Regions from separate parts of the Sus scrofa genome. Here region 2 is linked to region 1. Evidence: chromatin contacts called from public Hi-C data. All regions are on one chromosome and are shown on one strand. The core of a region is the stretch at or near the end of the contact, and the rest is flanking DNA. Distances in the headings are between cores, read along the strand shown. Region 1 holds the start of LOC106507543 (collagen alpha-1(I) chain). Region 2 overlaps ATP2B1 (ATPase plasma membrane Ca2+ transporting 1).

Region 1 (6,622 bases), core at 3,977-6,476:
GTCAAATCTCACTTATACATTTTGTGCCACAAGTCAGGTCCAAATCCTCCTTTAAGAAATCTTCTTCAATAACATTTAAGTAAGAACTCTCTCTTTTTTTGAGTCTCTGGAATTTAGATTTAGGGCCATACCGTATGACCTAGATTATCCAACACTTGGGCTAGAAAAAAGTGCCGTATTCCTCGAAGAGCACAGGATGCAAAATAATTCCCATCAAATGATAACATCTAACTATTTTACATTTTTACCTATAAGAAATTTTCATTATGTGACTTGCAAGTTCTTATTTTAGGCTTATCTGTAATCATACTTCTTTTAATTCAGCAAGTGTAATTAATTTATTGTTAATGGATAACATTTCTCTGTGGTTTTGACCTAAATGTTTCTCTTCACATCTCTCCCTGGTGATCCAGGTTGAGGGAAATTTGAGAACATATACAAGTACTTTTTATGAAGCATTGAATATTTTTCCTTTCCTGCCTCCCAACACCTGTCAGTTCTCCTTAGCATTCTGCTATAATTAGAACTGACACATTCACATATGTATAAATGTGTATTTTGAGAAATGATATTGTTTTTAAAACATGCTGCTGCTATGTCTTTATTTTGTCCTCTTGCTAGATGCATGTGACAGAATTCTTGATGGAAAAAAAATCCTAATGTTTCCCTTTATACTTAATTACATTGAGAATTTTAGAAAACTGTCTCCATGAGTTGTATGAGATTAGTTCATATTGAATTGATCAACTTATCAGAAAAGATGTCATTAGTTTAGATTTATGACACTAAATGGATCATACTTTGACAGTTTGCAAAATACATTATTTTGAAGACACAGCCTGTCTTCAAAGTTAACATCCCAAATAGTAACTTGCCATAGGATTTAAATACCTTTATAAACTTTTCTTTGTAACTAAAAAAGATATTCAAAGCATATTCAAAGAACTTTGTAGGATTGAGTACTTCGACAAAAAATTGCAGTATTGTATTATTCTTATTATGCACTGATATATTCTCTGGAATAAGTGAGGTCTAAGATTAAAAGGATATGGTTATATCATATACAGTGGCATCTTTGACTCAAGTAGTTCCATTTTTTAAGGAAATGCTAAATAGGTAATCAGGTATTTTCTTGATTTTTTTACAATGAAAAATTCACCATTCAGTACTAAACCTTTGGGGAAAAAAGATGAATTTCCTAATGTAATGTGTAAAGTTATTTACATATTACTTTCTATTTGAAGAATGAAAATATAAAAATCAAACTACACAGTACAATCATCCTGACTACGACAGTAAAATATATTATTGTATGTGACTCACATTTCATTAAAATGCATATAAATATGTTCTGGGATATATATGTATATAATCTCCATAAATGAAAACTCTATTGGAATCATGCTCTAAAACGAAAATGCTGAATAATTTTTCATGACCACAACACTTTAAGAGCATATATTTTAGTATTCGGGGCTGCAACAAACCCACAAAGTGAACAGATTCTAGTTTAATCTATTATCCATTTTGCTATGGCACTATAGCAATGAATCATATATTACGTTAATGTCAAATTCTTGATTAAAGTAGAATACATAATTCAATTTTCTGTTGCAACTTCCTTGGAGGAAAAGTTGGACAAAAGCCAATGATTCTTAAATGCTTCTAAGCCGTTCTGAAAAGTTAATCTGTTCCTCTGCTAAGAAGTTTTGAAATAGTGACAGGAAGGGCTATTGTACCCACCAACCAATTTCTTAACAGTGGTTAAAGAGAGGAAAACCGATGTCATCCTGGGCACAGTGCTAATTTTGCTTGTCAAGGGAACAGCTCACTAGGTTCCTACTGTGTTGACCTGGTAAGATACGTAAATTGATTAAAAAAAAAACAACCTTTTTATTCAACAGGGTTAATTTAGGATTTTTTTTTTTTTGCTTTTTAAACTTTTTACATATTTAGTTTCTAATCCTTCAAAAATATTTTACTATAAACCCTACCAGAGTGAACGTTCATAATAAAGTCCTTCACATCGCCTGTCTGCTTTCAGGAAGATGTTACAAACATTAATTTTTCCAGTCCTGGAGTTAAGAGAAAGGAGGAAGACTCTGCAAACCTCTTTTTGTTTTCATTAAGTGGTACTGAAAAATCACACTGACACGGTCTCCAAAGGAGCTGCGAGGGTTACTTGAAACAGGCGGTTAGATGAAGATGGAGCAGTGTCTTAGGTAAGACACCAATACACGTGTGCATGTGTTAAGTAGGAAGGAAAAACCGTTTTATTTTTAAAGATGTCATCACAGTGGTTTCTTTTTTATTAACTTGCAAAATCTCTTGAAGGTTGGGGCCAGTCAGGTTACCTTTTATTATTATTTAATACCCGTGGTTTTTTTTTTTTTTTTCATTTTCCTTTCCCTCCCACGAAAGAAGGGTGTTGGGTCAAGATGCTACAAATGAGCCAATGGCTTGGCATACGTAGAAAGGGCAAACCCTAAACGAAAACACGGGTGCTCGGAGCGCAGATCCTGACAGGCCAGTTTGCATCCGCCGAACGCGTTAACCCTTTGGGCGCTGCAGCTGGGACCCCCGGAGTCTTACGGGCCCGACCCGCAGGAAGCGAGAGAGGGGCTCCCGGAGCGGGGTCTGCGCGGCCCTGCCCAAGGAGGGAAAGAGCTGGGAGGCACTTTTGTCGTCTGGCGCCTGCGTCACGGCCCGGGACAGGCACCGAGTCCGGCACTGAGTGGAGCGGAGACGCGGCGAGGAGGTGCTCAAGGGTCAGCGGACGCGGGCGTAAGCCTTAACCTATGCACGCCCGGAGAGCTGGCCCCAGCCCGCCTGGCTCCTGGGCTCGAAGGGGCGCTGGCTGGGGGTGGCTCGGGCTCGGCTCCAGGTGAAGGCGCCGGAGTCCGCCTGCGGCAGTCATCGCTCTCGGCGTCGGGAGCCGCGGGCGACGCCGCGACCCGCGCTGAAACTGCAGCTGTGCCTGACGAAGTCACTGCCCGGCGCGCCCGATCCACCCCCTCCTCCCCCTCCGCCCCCCTGCCCCGATACGTCATGGAAACACGGACGTCAGAGCCTCTCAGCCAATCGCCGGCAGCGGCTGGAGGAAAGAGGCGAACAGGAGGGGGCGGGGGAAGCGGCCGGCCGAGGCGCCGGGCGAAGGAAGAGCGGGAGGGGCGCGCGGAGGCGCGAGTCCCCCGCCCCTCACACCCTTTCGCCACCGCGCGGCAAGCTCTAGTTGCCGCGTACGCGCTCGCCTGCCGGGAGCGAGCTCGCCGGGTCCTCCCCTTAAACGCCCTCTCCGCGTCGCCGGGTTCCCAGTCCCCGTTCGAGCCGCGCTTCCTCCCGCGCGCGCGTCTGCCCGCCCCCAGGCTCCCCGCGGGCCGCGTCACGTGACCGCGCCTAGCCAGGGCTGCGGCGGCGGCGGCGGCGGCGGCGCTAGCTTTGGCGGCGGCGGCGGCGGCGGCAGTGGCAGCAGCTGTGCCGCCAGCGTGGAGCTGGAGGCGAGAGGGTGTGGAGAGAAGGGAGCGCCGGACCGGAACGGGTGAGAGTTCTCCTTCCCCTGCGCCCCCGGCAATCTTTCGCGCCACCCGGTGCAGACGGGGCCCCTGCCTGAAGCTTCTCGCAGCCCCCTCGTGCTCGGCCGTCCACTCCCCGGGGGCCGCGGGCCCCGCCTCGTGCAGGGCGGACTGCCGGGCTCCCAGAGGGGGCTGCACCCTGCCCGCGGCCGCCGTTGCGGACGGCGGCGTGAGGCCGGCAGAACTGCCCGTGCTGAGCGCGGCGCGCCCTGTGTGCGGCTCTGCGGAGCCCAGGAGGCGGGTCCTGCGGGGACGCGGGCGGCCACTCGGCTGCTGCCGGGCTCTGGGCGGGGGCCGGGCCGGGCGCCGCCTCCTCCGCCGCCGCCGCCGCCTCCTCGCAGTGCAGCGTGAGTAGGGAGCCCCGGCTGGTGGACGCCGAGCTTGTGGCTCCACGGCCGCTTCATCCTCGAGGTGCAGCCGAACCTCCGCGTGGCGCCCGGAGTCCTGCGAGCCGCCTGCGCACCGGCCGAGTCCCGGTTCTCTGCGTTGGCCGCCGTCCTCACCGTCCCCTTCCCCCGACCCTCTCGCAGCCTCCCCTTCCTTTCCCCCTCGGAAAATGGTTCCTGCTGCCGGGCGAGGTGAGTGGCGGCCGCCGCCTGCTCGCGGCGGGGGCGGCGGGGCAGGTCACCTGCGGGGGAGGCCGGGCGGAACGCGGAGGTCGGGGCGTCGCGGCGGGGGTCCTGACAAGTGGGTGTTCCGCGGACTGCGCGGATTCTGGAGCGAAGTTGGCGGGGCGTGCGGGGGGCCCCTTCGCAGGTGGGAGCACCGCGCCCGCCCAGAGAGATCGTAAAGGTGAGCGGGTTTCTCGGCGTGAGCCGTGGCGCGGGGTCCGGCCGGGAGTCCCCGCCCAGGGCCCTAGGGACCGGCTGGGTGGTACTCCGCGTCTACACCCTCAGCTCTTCGACTTCTCCTAGCCGCCTCGGCCGCGCCATAGCCCATCCTGCGGCCGGCCGCCCCTGCCTCGGCGCCTGGTGACCTTGAGGGCAGCGGTGCCCGGCAGTCTTTCCCCGCGCCCGGGGAGGGTCACCCCTCTAAATCCCCGACTTCGGCCCCGCTGGCGCTCCGCGGGCGGAGAGCGGGGCCGGCGTTGGCCCCCGGCGGGGGCTAGTTGATTGATGCGTGTCGCACAGGACGGTGATTCCCCGGGGGTTGGAGAACCGCCTCGCCTTTCTCCCGGTGTCTCTCGTCTGGCTCCCCAGGATATTTACGGTTGCTTCCGATTCGCGTTTTTAGACTTAGTTTTAAAAGAAAGAAAGGAAGAAGAAAAAAATCCTGCGTTCTCCACCCCCTTTTTGGAAGGGTCTGTAAGAAAGAACCGCATTCCAGTTGCAGAGGTGGTGGTGCTGGGGGGTGCTCCCTTTATTCCATCCTGCAGGAGAATCCTGTGGCTGAGCTAGTTAGCGACCCCTGGTTCTGTGCAGCGGTCACTGGCCAGGCTGGTTTCTGTGCGCATTTCATTCACCAGTTTTCTGCAGGACTCGCAGCGCAGGGAGGGCTCGAACCCTGTGCGGTGCAGCGGTGCCTGGCGCGGAGGGGAGGGCAAGAGGTTCAGAGGGGGTCTTTAAATCTGCGGAGGGCTCGATCCTCGCCTCGGCAGGCATAATTTTACCTTTCCTGGGTTTAGAGCTCAGCAGCCAGGCACCTTTGGCTGCCATGCATGCTACTTTTCTCGGTTTATTAATAATCTAATGGCTCCTGTTGGTATCGATTGCTGTTCATGATAAATTAGTTATATGGATTTTTCTTCATACGCGTGTAGGTATATGCATATATCGGGACTCTGCCTTTCAACATGGAAGCCTTTGTTGTGTTTAACCTCCCCCACCTGAGGACAGCCTTATTTTAAAATCTCTCGTTCAGCGTGGGTGTATTTTATAATAAGAAGTACTTGTAAGGATCTGCTTTGTATGAGGCTCTCCTTGGGCAGAGGGTGTGTAACCCTTTGGATAGTGGCCCATGTGAGTGAATGAAGGGCCTTCAACCGCTTGCCCTGCTGCCAGCTTTCCCCAGACTCCCTGTCCTTGTGTGTGGCGGAGGCGGATTGGGGGAATTAGAGGGATTGGAGGAGAATCTGCTTTTTGTACTTGAGCAGTTCATTTGGTCCCCCCCCCCTTTTTCTTTTTTGTCCTGGTGAGTTCAGATTTGAAGCAAATAGACACACTGTCCTTAAAGGGATCCTTTGAGAACTAGTGTATGAAATGGGCTTATTTAGCCATTTCAGGGGGGCGTCTTAGTTTCTACCTTGCTTTGCATGAGACAGTTAAATTGCTGTAATTAAGGGTGGATCTCTGTCCTGATTTTGGCTTCGGTGTAACTGCAATGATCTTTGAAAAGTAACTGTTATTTCCTACCATATAGTCTGCAAAAGTGAGTCACAATCGGGTGAGTTGAGGACAGAGCGCCACCTTTAATTTAAAATTTCGGCATTTTCTTTTATTAAAATGATGAACATTCAAAGGATGCCTTCTTGATTTTTGTTCCAGTTGGTGTCGTTCCTGGCATCCCCATTTAGATGTGTAAGGTGAATTGTCTTCTTTTTTCTGTATTCTGTAATTCCTCACTCTTTTATGGGGGGGGGGTTCTGCAATTGTGTGGGAAATTGTTTTTTTAATTTGAAGCTTGAAATTTAATGTAGACTTCTGAGATGAGATGAGAAACTAGATTTGATTTGTGCTTATGATAAAATAATAGGGGCAGTGATCTAAGGTATCTACCTAGGAAAATAAGGAAAGTAATAGCTTTATCATAAATAGATGTTTAAAACTAGCCATTGCCTCCAAATAAGGATATCCACCAGCATGATAGTAGTTTTATAAATTTTTTTTAGCTTCTGTGCTATTAACAGATTCTAAAGTAAACATGCAAAATTATGAACTTTGTTTGAATAAGGTATAGTAATTCCTTTTTTGTTTTTCATCTCCCAACATCTTGCCATTTATGGTTTGACTAGAGTTTTACAATTACTTGTTTTTAAATAATACAAACGAAGACTTTCAGCAGGAGTACTTATACCCAGTTATTGAAGACCGTATTGGAAAAAGTGGTTTCTG
Region 2 (6,795 bases), core at 3,314-5,813, 60 kb after region 1:
GTCAAACAATGAGTGTTTGGTTTAAGAAAGATTTTCATATTTAAAAGATTTTCATCTTGGAAATACTGTCAAGTGAAAATTAGAGTCTTTTGGGAAACATTTTCCTCCTGATAAATTATACTTGTGATGGGCGACATGGCAAACAACTCGGTTGCCTATGGTGGAGTGAAAAACTCCTTGAAGGAGGCCAATCATGACGGAGACTTTGGAATTACCCTCGCGGAGCTGCGCGCTCTCATGGAGCTCAGGTCGACGGACGCGTTGCGAAAAATACAGGAAAGCTACGGCGACGTCTATGGAATCTGCACCAGGTTAAAAACATCTCCCGTGGAAGGTGCGTTTTACGCCACTCGTTCTTCATACATTGTACAGTAAATGCTGTAATTCGCTCGTGAATAAGCATGTTTAGATTGTCTTGGCTGTTGTTTGGTTGTCATATTTTTTGTAAAACAAGATGGACTAGCTCTCAGATTGGTACAAAGTGACTTGAAATCAAGAACAATGTTGCAAATTAATTTATACATTTCAAGTTGGTGAGAGGAAATACTTTATCCTCTGGCACACATTACTGCTTGTTTACAATAGCACGGTATTCTTGTTTATAATTTGCACAAGGAACCAGGCTTGGTAGTTCACGGGGGTTTCAGTGGAAATGAACCCTGTTTGCTATCCTTCATTGTGCCAGCCGACTAAAAAGGGTGAGCTGTTGCCAATGAAAACCCAGTGTTTTTTTTTTTTTAAACCTAGACTTTAACAATGAGTGCAGAAGGTACCAGACAAGGGGGGTAGATCAGATGGCAATTTTTATTTATCAGACATTTCCTTTGATTAAAAATAGCTTTCAGTCTTAGAATTATATTGTTTGCCTGTGTTCAGAGAAGCCTTTGGTTCACAGTTCTTGATTCTATTAGTAAATCTCTTTTTGAGAATCAGAAAAACATTCATTATAAGTTCGTTGTTATGATCTTTGAAATGGTTTGAAAGGGTGACCTTTTTTGTACCTTGATCATGTTGAATATAAAAGTCAGGTTAGGAAGTTTGGGGAAGGCATTTCTGAAATTGCAAAGGAGGCGGGAAGGGTACCTGAGGATGAATGTTTGGTGAATATAAATTATTTGGATAAGGGGATGAAGTAATATTAATGTTAAAGTTTAAGAGATGCTGGTGTTTATCCCAAAGCCAGTTCTAGAGAAATCATGCTTCACTGTTTTTCTTAACATTTTTCCTGAAACATTGTATGCTATGCCTCTGCTTATGATAAATTTTAAGGTCATAGCAAAAAGTTATTTCCAAAGTTGTTAAAAAATTCTATTTTATTTATTTATTTTTTGCTTTTTAGGGCTGCATCCGCAGCATATGGAGGTTCCCAGGCTAGGGGTCAAATCAGAGCTGCAGCTGCTGGCCTCACACAGGCTCAGCAACTGGGGATTTGAGCCTCACCTGTGACATACACCCCAGCTCACAGCAACGCTGGATCCTTAACCCACTGAGCGAGGCCAGGGATTGAACCCACAACCTCATGGTTACTATTTGGATTCATTTCCGCTCTGCCACAACAGGAACTCTGAAAGTTGTTAAAAATTTTTTAAATCACACTTAAAGATTGTTTGAAACCTTCATATAATTCTGTGTGGATTGCTCATTGTTTTGATGGTAGATAGGCACCTTAATTTTTCTGAGGTGGCATGATCTTGAGGAGGCTGATGGTGATATTCAGATGAATCCTAAAAGGGCTTCCTCAGAGCACCTGCATTATGTTGTTGTTTTTCTATAAAGTCTTGCAGTTTGTCTGGATCTTTTCCTCTAGTCAGAAACACTAGAATCATGGACTAGTCAGTTATATCTTAAATACGCTAGACCATTTTAGGAGCTGGGGCCTCTGCTGCTTAAATTCAGGGAACAGGAGCAGACCCATGGACTTGAACAGATGTAATTTGACAAAATTTGGAGCTTATTCATTATGCAGATCTACTTTAAAATATTAGCTAACTTTCTATTATAACTTGAGAGATTTACACATTAATATGCTTTTCTCAGTTGGTAGATTCATCAATTCAGCCATATGTATGTGTACTACATTTAATCTAGGATCTAATTGTTGGGTGTTTCGAGATCACCAAGTTGATGGGAAACATTAATATTAAAAAACAAACCCTCAATAGAACAACATAGCTTGTTTATAACAGCAATATTGAACTTCACTTCAAAGCCTGCACTTCACTGCACTTCCCCCAACCATGTCTTCCTATTTCCCTGCTGTTAGTTAATCAGAAGTGTTCCCTTGTCATCACTGAGAAACCCTCCATGCTATGTTCTCATGTTTAATGGGTGCGATTTCTCTTTCATTTGCATTGCGGTTCCTTTTGTGCTGTTATTTTGGGCAGTACTCCTGAGGTTGATTTTGGTTTCATTAGTGACTGAAAATTTTAGTTAACTGAAAATTTTAGTTAACTGAAAATTTTGTACCTAGTACCATAGTTTTTAAAGTTTGGCAAGGGGAGGGGATAGCTATGTACCTCTTTTACCACCTGGTGGAAATCGTGGCCAATCTCTAGAAATAATCACCTAACACTTAAAATTATATGTGTAACATTGCTGCTTTGTGTTACAAGTGTATGCCATCTCCCCCTCTTTGATTAGAAGCTTCTTGCTCATCTTCTTCCTAGTATTGTAAATTTACTTTCTGTCAAAATTTTTCTTTTTTTGCTTTTTTTTTTTTTTAAAGAGACACACCTGTGGCATGTGGAGGTTCCCAGGGTAGGGGTCAAATCCGAGCTGTAGCCGCCGGCCTACACCACAGCCACAGCAACGCAGGATCTGAGCCGCATCTGCAACCTACACCACAGCTCACAGCCACACTGGATCCTTCACCCACTGAGCAAGGCCAGGGATCAAACCCACAACCTCATGGTTCCTAGACGGATTCGTTTCCACTGCACCACGACGGGAACTCCCTCTGTCAAAATTTGTACAAACTCTTGTCTTTCCTGTTCATATGTAGTTTGTCATTTTGAATTATTCTTCTAAAGAACGTGAAAAAATATTAAAAGCTTTTTTCTGTGTTTATAATTCTTATAAGAATAAATAAAACAGCGGTGACCATCACAGGAATGTCATTTCCAAAGAAATAGTTCTGGTTTAATATAGAAATAATTCACTCAGAAAGCTAACGGTAACTAGGCAAATTATAACAATTGACTCCTCACTGGGAGTAGTCGGCCAGGAGTTGGCATGCCCAAATAAAAGGATCTAGATGATAAGGAGCCTTTTGTTAGTACAACCTGCTAATAGTCTGGCAAGTGAGATAAAAGTGATTTTTCAAAGTACCTGAATTTTAGTTAGATAAAACTGAAGTTTATCTGACCCTTTATTTCCTTCCTTCATTATTTCATTCTTTGACATAGACAATCTTTCATCAGATTTAGGTTGTTAATTATCATATATTTTATATACATCCTTAAAAAATAATTAGTGTTGGCAGTTGTAATTTTGGGTGATTTTAAGTATGTAGTTAAGTTACATCCCAGTTACAGAGAAGGTGTTCCCGTTGTGGCTCAGTGGTTAACGAACCCAACTATTATCCAGGAGGATGCAGGTTTGATCCTGGGCCTCGCTCAGTGGGTTAAGGATCCGGCGTTGCCGGGAGCTGTGGTGTAGATCTCAGACATGGCTCGGATCCTGCATTGCTGTGGCTGTGGTGTAGGCCCGTGGCTGCAGGTCTGATTTGACCCCCAGCCTGGGAACCTCCATACGTTAAGGGTGAGGCCCTAGAAAAGAAAAAAAAAAAAAGGCTAAGAATATGTGTGTTCTAGAATTGCTGAGATACTGTCTCCTAACTGGCACTTTCCTAGGCTCTGAGCATATACATCTATGAAAGAAACAAAACTGCCTGCCGTGTTTTCACATGGGGGAGACAAGTTCACAGGACACGTTAAATGAGATGTGTTAGTGATACATGCCTATGAGAGAAATGAGTGGGAAAGGGAAATCCGAGGTATTGGGGTGGTGGGATTAGATTGCTCTCAAGGGAAATCCCAGGTATTGGGGTGGTGGGATTAGATTGCTCTCAAGGGAAATCCGAGGTATTAGGGTGGTGGGATTAAATTGCTCTCAAGTCTGGAGGAACAATTCAAGGTGTTTCTTAAGAACAACAACAAAAATGCTAAGTAACACTGATTAGAGATCAGTAATTAACACAGACAGATGTTAACTTATTTTATCCTCACAACAGCCTCATCCTATTTTCACAGCCAAAGAACCCACAGCGCAGAAAGGTTAAGTGATTTACCCAACATCTCACAGCTTATAAGCCCAGAGCAGGGATTCAAACCTAGACATTCCAGCTACAGAGAACGTGCTTTTTAACTACTGTCATGCATTGCCTGTTACAAAAATTCATCTCACTCAGCTTGCAAAAGAGTTGAGATATTGAGAAAGAAGTTCCTATGTTCTCTCTTTGCAGTAGTGTTTTTGTGATGGCAGGAATCACACGGGGGGAGAGGGGGGCAGGGGGAATGGGTGTTTCAGTTTCCGTTTAGCAGCCAGTCTTTAAAATATGCCCTACTCAGGAAGTTGTATTTGTGTTTCCTCATTTGGCCTTCTAATTTCTTGCTTGTTTTCTAGCACACTAGTCCTTTACCTTGATTTGAAGCATTCCGTACATGTACTGATCAACAGGAGGTGTTTTGAACCAAATGGGATTTTCATATGAAAAGGTTTCTAGTGGTTCTGATTAATTACCTTTACTCTTAAAAGAATCAGAACTATACACTGCAGGGTTGGCTGGAATGGCGACTTGTTGCTTCATATGTTTCGTTTTATCAGAGAGCAAACAGAATAGGCCTCAGAATCCAAGAATGTACTTTTATGCCAAAATAACCTTATGATAGCCTCACTATGTAAAATGGCCATCACAGATTTTCTTCTGTATGGTTTTCTAATTAACTTTCTTATTTCTGTTCTAAACTATATTTTTTGATCTTTTTCTTTTTATACTCGCTCTTCATTATCTTTTCCATCTTAATATGTTCCCATGCTATCTGTATTGTATTTTCTATTGGATGCTGACTAAGAATGCAGATCTCTAGCCCTCGTATCATGCCTCTTAGTCGTGGAACTGTATTAAGCATAAACACTAAAGACAGGTGTCCTGAGTGGTATCTGTTAGAGGTGTAACTTCAGTGGATTTGTAAAGGGCCTGGAAACGAATGAGACACTAGGCTATTTAAGTGCTAGTTGTTAAAATTAGGTAGAAAAGGGGAACCAAAAGGAAGTAAGGAAACAGTGGTAGGAGAGAAACAGAAGTCGCCTGTGGTAGGAAGCAGGGTAGAGTCAACAGCAGTTGTCCCTGGCTGACGAATGTTTCCAAAAGGTTTCAGATGGGAGTTTATATTTGCACTTGCTGGTAGTAAGGCTGTTGGTAATGGTGTGCTTTGGCCATGTCTTCATGGGGTAATATCATTAGACTGACAGTCACACATGGAAATACATGCTTAACTCTAAAGAAATGGGCCTTTTGCCCAGGATAAATCATTATTGACTCATAAATCATCACAGTGCAAGAACACTGTAATGCCCGGACGTATGTGTCTGGCCACACAGGTTGGCACAGCCTTTTCAGGCATTTGACCAGGATTTTCTTGGCCGGAGTGTGCCAGCCATGTATTTTTTAATACTTATAAACAGTTCCTAATGAGGGTTTTTTGTTGATGATCCTGTGTGACCTTGTTCTAGAAAGTTTTCTCCTGCTATAATAGAGAATTATACATTTAATTTAATACCTGCTCAGGTCACCAGTTTTCACTGCTTATGAATTTTTTGAAAATAATTGTAATACTACTTTTCAAACTTTCTAGCATGTGTATGATCTTTTAAAGTGGTATTTGATCTAGCCTGCAGTAGCATGGCTTTAGTTTTTTTCAAGTTCGGTGTTCTGAGTTCGAAAGACATATTTCCGTCTCAAAGCATTCTCTTCTGCTTTCATGACGTCACACTCTGAGGGTCTGCTCTCCTCCTGTCTGACCATTTTCATCAGCCTCCCGTGCTTTCCTTTAGACGTCGGCAGGCCCTGGGTTCCTTTCTCTTCATCTCCGCCTTCTCCCTGGGTGATGCCTCCGCTTCTGAGACCTCACATCTGACTCTGACATCTGTGGCTCCAGTCCAGGCTTTTCTCCCAGGTTTGGGGCCTGAAAGCTCAGTGGCTTTTAGACAACTTCATTTTCTCAGCCTCTCCAAAGCATCCTTTCCTTTTCCCTCTTCCAGGGGCCCTGTCTTTCACCTTGGTAGGTGGTCTTGACTCTGATAGGAATCTTTGGCCTATTCTCACGCCCTGGGTCCATACGACATGGAAATTCTAACGCCTGTCTCTGAACTCAAGGGTATCTGCTTCTCTGCCTCCCCACCACCCTGGTTGAGGTCACTGTCTTTCTCTTGCATAATTCAGGTAACAGCATACTAACTGGTGTCTTTTCCTGTCTCCCTTCACTCTGTCTGTCACTCTCCTGCTTAGAGGCGGCCGTGGTTTCGCACGGCCCTTAGACGGAACTCTGGACTTCTCACCAGGTGAGCACATCTCTTCGGGGTCTGGCTCATGCTTACCTCTCTCATCTCTTCTTTCCAACTCTCCTGCTCAGTGTTTTGAGGCATAGCTAAATTTTCAGTTTTCCTAACTACTTTTGTGCCACGCTCACTCTTGTTTCTGATCCTGCTACAAACTGATCTCTCACCCAAAACACTCTGCCTCACCCTTCCTGGGACTTGATCTCTTGCTCGTTCCTGAGATCTCAAGTTTGCTGT

Evidence for each region. A called contact is a pair of places that touch in the nucleus more often than the background predicts.
Region 2: a contact with region 1 is called in a Hi-C map of skeletal muscle, with 2.0 times the contacts expected there. The contact joins the enhancer-like site here to the promoter of LOC106507543 in region 1. A contact is called at or near these places in 6 of 47 Hi-C or Micro-C datasets (blood, liver, mesenteric adipose tissue and 1 more) and 2 of 2 datasets of contacts at active chromatin or transcription factors (alveolar macrophages and skeletal muscle).

The regions. Positions count from the first base shown.
Region 1 is chr5:92,932,554-92,939,175 of Sscrofa11.1, forward strand. It overlaps LOC106507543 (collagen alpha-1(I) chain), which reads right to left and starts at 5,227. Exons shown (of 4, transcript XM_021091263.1): 1 at 5,035-5,227; 2 at 4,533-4,676; 3 at 4,224-4,427; 4 at 2,213-4,168. The coding sequence starts at 5,227. The coding sequence ends at 2,763. It overlaps ATP2B1 (ATPase plasma membrane Ca2+ transporting 1), which reads left to right and starts at 3,974. Exons shown (of 21, transcript NM_214352.3): 1 at 3,974-4,150.
Region 2 is chr5:92,992,773-92,999,567 of Sscrofa11.1, forward strand. It overlaps ATP2B1 (ATPase plasma membrane Ca2+ transporting 1), which reads left to right. Exons shown (of 21, transcript NM_214352.3): 2 at 1-334. The coding sequence starts at 127. Among named protein-coding and RNA genes, the nearest start is that of ATP2B1, 60 kb to the left of the region's middle. Within about 2 kb of position 4,564, at least 20 of the 83 cell types and tissues checked have an H3K27ac peak or open chromatin away from gene starts, as enhancers often do. A contact at or near this core is called in alveolar macrophages, liver and skeletal muscle, where this site is marked.